Linked DNA regions of Mus musculus: region 2 is linked to region 1. The links are chromatin contacts, called in public HiChIP or PLAC-seq maps. All regions are on one chromosome and are shown on one strand. Each heading gives the region's core, a stretch centred on a gene start, on an enhancer-like site or on the middle of the called end of the contact. The rest is flanking DNA. Distances are from core to core; before and after follow the strand shown. Region 1 holds the start of Rnf215 (ring finger protein 215). Region 2 overlaps Hormad2 (HORMA domain containing 2).

Region 1 (3,464 bases), core at 292-2,791:
AGGCAGGGTCAGCAGGCTTCCGGCCCCTGTCCCCTCACCTGCTCACCCTCACAGTCCAAGCCAGGTTACCTCTCGGACCACACTGTGGTTTAAGATGAGGAGAAGCAGGGCAGAGGCTCCCAGGAAAAGGGCTCGACGCATCTGCAAGGGAAGACGGAAGGTGGGAGGCTGTCACACACCTGCCTTACCCACGGCCCCAGCTCTCAGGAGCCCGACATCTGGATAGACTAGCTATAAGCTCCCTGAAGTCAAGCCAAAGCTAAGGGATGGTTTTGGAGGCCGAAGAGATAATGACAGCCAAAGGCAACACACGATGGTTGTGGACTAAGGCAATATTTAGTTATGGAACATAGATCACAACATTTTATAGATGCTAACTTTCCTACACCATAGTTACATAAAGAATATTCTTGATTTTAAGAAATTTGTACATTATCATGTGTGTGAGAAACTTATGCTCCTTTCATTCTGTAGGATCCAAAATTCTTTTCATTGGCCCTAGTCCTAGCAAAGCAGCTCTCCACCCTTGCCAGCTCCTATCACCAGAGCAGGTCCACTTTCCCCAGCAAGTCTCTCCACCTCCTCCCCATCACACTGCTTTGATGCTCCATACTGGTGTTTGCTGACCCACTCGGGCCCAGGGCTTCTCTGGAAAGGCTCCTCATAGGCCACCTGTTAGCCTGGCTCTAGCAGATGTTTCGAATGCATTTTCTTTCTCCCCTTCCCTCAAACACCCTTTGCACCTGCTGGACCAGAGCCTTGGGATATGCCTTCTGGCTACTGCCTTGATTCTCTTGGTGGAACTGGGCGACCTGCTCTTTGCCCACATATGCCACTGCAATCCAGCCATCTACGGGTATCTCTTGCTCAGCATCCACGACATCCATCTGTGTAACGAGGAGCCATGAAAAGAAGGAGGCAAGGGGAATAGAAGAGGCAGCCCGGGTCTGCCACAAAGCACGCAAGGTCAGGGTACGGGTACGGGAATGAGTGTGGAAGGGGCATGTGGCTGTCAGGTTTGCCAACTCCTGAAGGCTGGGAAGTAGTAGCATTCTGGGCTGTCAAGGGCTAGCTTCTGGATGAAGACAGCGGGGTCTATCCGAGGGTCATGGCAAGTTTAGGCGGGGCTGAGCTCACCAGCAGCAGGCGGCCACCCAGCAGAGGTTCCGGACCGTCTTCCGGACCGATTCTGACGCCCTCCAAAACCAAGGCGTCCTGCCGCGGCAGTTTCACATCCACTCGCACTGAGCGGGCTCCGCCCCGTCCCTCCCCGGTCGCCGGCTCGCTGCCGTCCGCCGCCGCTCCCGGGCCCATCAGGCCCAGCCACAAAGGCAGCAGAGGCAGCAGTAGCAGCAGCGGCGACGGCGGCGATGGGGGAGGGGGCGGCAACGAAGGCGACCTCAGCGCGGGGCGATCGGCAGAGCCCATGATCCGACCGGAGAGGTGGCGAGGCCGTAGTCTAAGGTCCCGGGGACCGGGAGAACAGAGTGAGCCAGGCCGCGCCGGACAGGGCGGGGCTCGGCACCGGGAGGGGCGGGGCCGCAGCCGGAGGGGGCGGTGCGGGGAGGGGGGGGCTGAGTTGGTGCTTGACAGCGAGAGCGCCTCCTGGTGGCTCCTGAGAAACCTAATGTAGGAGGCCTGAGGAGCTGCGATGGAGCAAATACCTTAGAGCCTTGGAGAGCTCACCAAGTTGTCTGTCAGTGGAGATAGGTGCGGTTGTCTCAGGATTGGAGAAATGTAGGGGCGAGGGAGGTATAAGGGTCTGGGCTGATTGACCTACGGTGTTGTCAAGGCTATGTCTCATCCTCCTCTGGGTCAGTGTTCTTTCATGGGATCAGCGAGCAGGCTGCAGAGAATCACAGAAAGCAGATGGGGAGACTGAGGCCATGGTTTTAAAGGAGCAGGGAGGAGGGCTGGGCACACGAAGCTGTACAAACCAGGCAGAGCCATAGTGGCACGGAGCACTGGGCTGTCCTCGCCTGTAAAATGGACTTGATCTAAACCTGCACTGCCTTGCTTCTAACATGATCGCCAGTGCTTACTGGAATGAGAAGGTTCCGCTTTTGTCCGAAAATTTGTCCTTCAGCCCAGAGGTTTGTGGTTGCTGGTAGCTGGCTCAATCTGAAACCTGAGCCTTTTACAAATTGTACCCTGATAAAAGGGCAAAGAGCTAATGAGCTGCAACACCCCCTCCCACTTTGTAATAAAATATTAAAATCTACAGAAAATAGAAACCTGGTTAGCCACCAGGATGCAATGACTAAAATATTCCCAGAAGGAGACAGAGATGTAGAGAAGAAGCTCGGCTGGCCTGCAAACAGGGAATTGACATAAAATCAGTCAGCACATATGTAAAATTGGTTGTCAGAGGAGGTATTGCACTTGGGGACCTGGGAGGAGGTGCTATGGCTTGCTCTTTGCTAAATCACAACAAAGTTAGGTACCACCGGGAAAAGACGTGAAATTGGACCCCTACTGCACCGTGCATAAGGAAAACCATGTGAATTAAAGACTCAAATACAACTTTAACATTTTAATAGAGAACACGATTTTGATGATTTCAAGTGCTTGAGAGCTGTTTGTTTGTTTTTTTGGTCTTGTTTTTTTTGTTTGTTTGTTTTTGTTTTTGTTTTTTTGTTTTTTCAAGACAGAGTTTCTCTGTGTAGCCCTGGCTGTCCTGGAGCTCACTTTGTAGACCAGGCTGACCTCCGACTCAGAAATTTTCCTGCCTCTGCCCCCCAAGTGCTGGGATTAAAGGTGTGCGCCACCACACCCGGCTTGTTTGTTTTTAATGACAGAAAAACTACATTATGATGGGCATGCCTGTAATCCCAGCACTTGGGAGGGTAAAGCAGGAGTTTGAGACCAGCCTATTATACAGTGAGACCCTCTTTAAAAAAAAAAAAAGATGTTAAATGACGTGTGTAGCAACTGGAGAGATGGATCAGTAATTAGAGCACTGGCTGCTCTTTCAGAAGATCTGGGTTTAATTCCCAGCACCCACATGGACTGCGAGTTCACAATTGCTTGAGAGTCTCAGAGGATCTGTCGCCCTCTTCTGGCCATTGTAGGCTACTGCATGTGTATGGTACACTTCATGCCTGTGCAGCAGGCCAACACTCATAGAATAAAATAAAAATGAAAAAAGTTCTTACATAGAAAATAGGGTTGGTAGGATGTCTCAGTGGGTAAAGCCTGGTGACCTGAGGGCCTGTGTTTTATCCCTGGGACTCATATGACAGAAGAAGAGAGCCAACTCCTGCAGTGTCCTTTGGCCTTCACCCATGACTTGACATTCCCCCACTCACATCCATATTTTGACGTACATTTCCACACATGTGCCATGATACATGCGATCTCCTTGCATGCAGAACTAGATATAAAAATGTGCTGGGCAGTTTTATATCAACCTGACACAAGCTGGAGTCATATGAGAGGAGAGAACCTCAGTTAAGAAAATGCCT
Region 2 (3,464 bases), core at 418-2,917, 270 kb before region 1:
GCCTTTTTCTCAGTCACTTTTGGCTATACTTGGAGTTATTTATGATGCTTTCACAGATTGGGAATCTATTATGTTTCTGTAGTTGTTTGCCTCTTTTCCATCTGGTGCTATTTATTTGAGTCCCTTTATTATTATATATGCCCCAAATCAGTATTTTTTAAAAAGTTAGGTTTTGATTGTGCTGTTCACATCTATTGCTTCTCTTTTCTTTTACTCATGGTTTCTTTTCTGTTTGTTTTCTCCCTGACCACACATTGATCTTCCCACCCATGTGCAGACGTGCATACCTATAGGGTCCTCACAGTACCATTGGTGTACAGATGTACACATCTGTCTTAGTCACTGTGAAGACACTGTGACCAAGGCAACTCTTGTAAAAAGAAAGCATTTAAATGGGGACTTGCTTACAGTTTCAGAGGTTTAGTCCATCTTGATGGGAGTATGGTGGCTTGCAGTCAGGCACTGGAACAGTAGCTAAGAGCTAGCTACATCCTGATCTGTAGGTGAGAAGACTTTAGACTTGGCATGGGCTTTTGAAACCTCAAAGCCCAAAGACACTTCCTCCAACAAAGCCACGCCTACTTATTGGTCTAATTCTTTTCAAATAGTGCTAGTCCGTGCTGACTAAGCATTCAAGTATATGACCCTATGGAGGCCATTCTCATTCACACCACCACAGTACCTACAAGTCTCTATCAATGCACAGACTTGTATTCCCTATAGGTCCCTCATTTTACTCTCTAAATGGAATTTCAATCATTTTCCTCTCAGGCTTACTATCTGTGGCACTAGGCACTGCCACTCTTCCAAACAACCAAGATGTTTAACCTCCATCCTCTCCTTACTCCTCACATCCTTTTGGATCGTGTTTCAGTCCGCTCTGTTTTGAAATACTTCTCAAGCCCGGCCCTATCCGACCATGCTGACTCAGGCCGTGAGGCTTTCTTGGTGAGTAACAGCTACAGTTCCTGACTGGGTCTCTCTAACATTCAGTCTGTCTTTCAGAGTGCCAGGAATGAAGGTATTTATCATTCTCAAATACTTCAAATAGTATTGTTTGTGTAATTTCAAGAGGCATAAAGATGCAGTGTATGAAAATAGCAGTTGTGAGCAGAGCAGAGGTAGGGAAGAGGGTAATGTGATAAAGCTCTTTGGCTGCTTTCGGTGGTAAGAATGGAACCAGGCCTTGTGCATGCTAGGCTTGTGTTCTATTACTGACTATAGCTACAGCCTGAAAGAGCTTTTTAAAACAATACAATTAACAACATTAAAGTAATTGAAAATTCAGATCTTTCAACTGTCCTTATATCTTATCAATACAAATTTTAACTTTGTATGCCCCATTCTTTTCAGTATTTTTCAATGGATATATTTATTTGTATATTATTTCAATAATGGTATATATAATTTCATTTTTATTTAGCAATAATTTTGTAAATATGTCCTACCTAGCCTTTATATGTAAAGTTCAATGACTTTTTGGTTCATTTAGGTTCATATCATTTCTCTATTTTTAAATATTTCGGTTGTCATACGTGAATGTTGAGCATTCCCCAGTACTTTACATTTAATGGCTTGGTTCCCAGGCTTGCACTATTGAGGACAGATGAAGCCTTTTAGGAAGTGGAACCTAGTAAGAGGCCTGGTAGCCAGGAAGCATGTCTTTGAAAATTAGCTTCTTCCTTCTCCCTTTTGCTTCCTGGTGATAAAGTCAGCAGTTTGTCCTGACACATACTCCCACTATGGTGTCCTGTCTTGTCACAGGCCCAAAGCAGTGGGCCAGTCAGTCAGGAACTCCAAAGCTATAAATCAACTATTTCTTAGTGACAAAGAGCTGACTAATGTGTAGGCTAATTTCTGATAATGCTATTATAAATAGCATTACAATAAATACCTTGCAAGTGTGACACCTCCTTTCCTTACCTTCTATTGGATTAACAGTAGCAGGAGTGAAATATACATATTTTTGAAATTTGTATAGAGTTTGGATGAATATTATCAATATATGATAATATTCAGAAACTTCCAGTTTTTCCACCTCCTAAGGATGGCATTTTTGATAATGATAGCTACTTGATAAAAAGGGGTAGCTCCCCATCACCAGCTCTGGTTACATCTATTACATGCATACATAGACATATATAATATGTACATATTATATATACATATAAAATACATGCGCACATATGCTTTTGTTCAAGATAGAGTATAGATGACTGTCTTTAGGATATTACAAAAACCAACGATTCAGGGAGTTGGCTGAGCTAAATTGATCTCTGAGATCTCTTTCATGCTCAGATTTACTGGGCTGTATTAAGACTGGTACCTTGAAAACAAACAAACAAAAACCAAAAAATAATGGTGTCTTGGCCAGACAATGGTGGCTCATGCCTTTAATCCCAGAACTTGGAAGCCATAGTTAGGTGGATCTGTGAGGTCAAAACTAGCCTGGTCTACATAGTGGGTTCCAGGACAGCTAGATTCATGTGGAAAGATCTTGTCTCACAAAACACAAAACAAAAACAAACAAAAAAAGATGCCTTGCTGTGAGGAAAACGATACAGAAGATGTAGTTTTTGCTCTGAGAACTAACTGAAGACACAGCAAGTATATGTTATGAGAATATTAGAGACGATGTGAATGACAGAAAGTTTTCCTATTTTTATGGTCTCACCATATAGCTCTGTCTACCCTGGAACTCACTATGTAGGTTAGACTATTCTCAAATTACAGGATCTTTCTGCCTCTGCCTCCAAGTTGCTGGAACTAAAGGTGTGTCCCAGCATGCTCAGCCTTTTCCTCAGTTTGTTAAGGTAGAAGGTTAAGCTGAGATTTTGGGTATAACCCAGGCTTGCCTGGAAGTAACTCACTGTGTGTCCAGGCTGGCCTTGACCTGAAGATCCTGCTACCTCAGTTTTCAGCCATTCCTTTTTTTTTTTTCCTTTTGCTTCTGTGGATTGATTTAACCCAGGATCTTATGTATGTTAAACATACACCTTATCATTCATGTCCCAACTCATTTTTTCTTTTTCTTTTTAAAGATTTATCTATTTTTATTTTGTATATGTAAGTATTTTGTCTGCATGTACATTTGTGCACCACATACATGAAATGCATGCAGAGACCATCAGAGTGCATCCGATCTCCTGGTACTGGATTTACAGACAGCTGTGAGGCACTATGTGAGTGTTAGGAACCAAACTAGGTCCTCTGAAAGAACACCTTTTAACCACTAAGCCATCTCTTTCCGTCCCCCCTTTTCCTTAATGTGTGTATTTATAGTATTGGTGATCAGAAATAAAATTGAGATGTAGAGACCTAATTTTCAGGCAGTCTTTTTAACTAGATAGAGAAAGGGGGCTACAAAACAGGAACAATGCTCGCTATAGGATATCCAGTTGCCAAGCAACGGAGAAGAACAGGCATTGTATTTGAATTGTTGGAATGATCAGCACTCTGGCCAT

Evidence for each region. HiChIP or PLAC-seq counts read pairs in DNA pulled down with a chosen protein or histone mark.
Region 2: an H3K4me3 HiChIP or PLAC-seq map of bone marrow-derived macrophages shows a contact between it and region 1, with 3 times the contacts expected there. The contact joins the enhancer-like site here to the promoter of Rnf215 in region 1. A contact is called at or near these places in 11 of 39 promoter capture datasets (3T3-L1-derived adipocytes, the C10 cell line, the HPC-7 cell line and 6 more), 1 of 15 datasets of contacts at CTCF or cohesin (large pre-B cells), 2 of 115 datasets of contacts at active chromatin or transcription factors (bone marrow-derived macrophages and stem cell-derived neural progenitor cells) and 2 of 9 other capture datasets (embryonic stem cells and liver).

The regions. Positions count from the first base shown.
Region 1 is chr11:4,133,237-4,136,700 of GRCm38.p6, reverse strand. Rnf215 (ring finger protein 215) reads right to left here and starts at 1,541. Exons shown (of 9, transcript NM_027859.3): 1 at 1,138-1,541; 2 at 744-887; 3 at 70-141. The coding sequence starts at 1,428.
Region 2 is chr11:4,398,929-4,402,392 of GRCm38.p6, reverse strand. The region is part of intron 10 of Hormad2 (HORMA domain containing 2); the gene reads left to right. Among named protein-coding and RNA genes, the nearest start is that of Hormad2, 40 kb to the left of the region's middle. Within about 2 kb of position 1,667, at least 30 of the 459 cell types and tissues checked have an H3K27ac peak or open chromatin away from gene starts, as enhancers often do. A contact at or near this core is called in the HPC-7 cell line and bone marrow-derived macrophages, where this site is marked.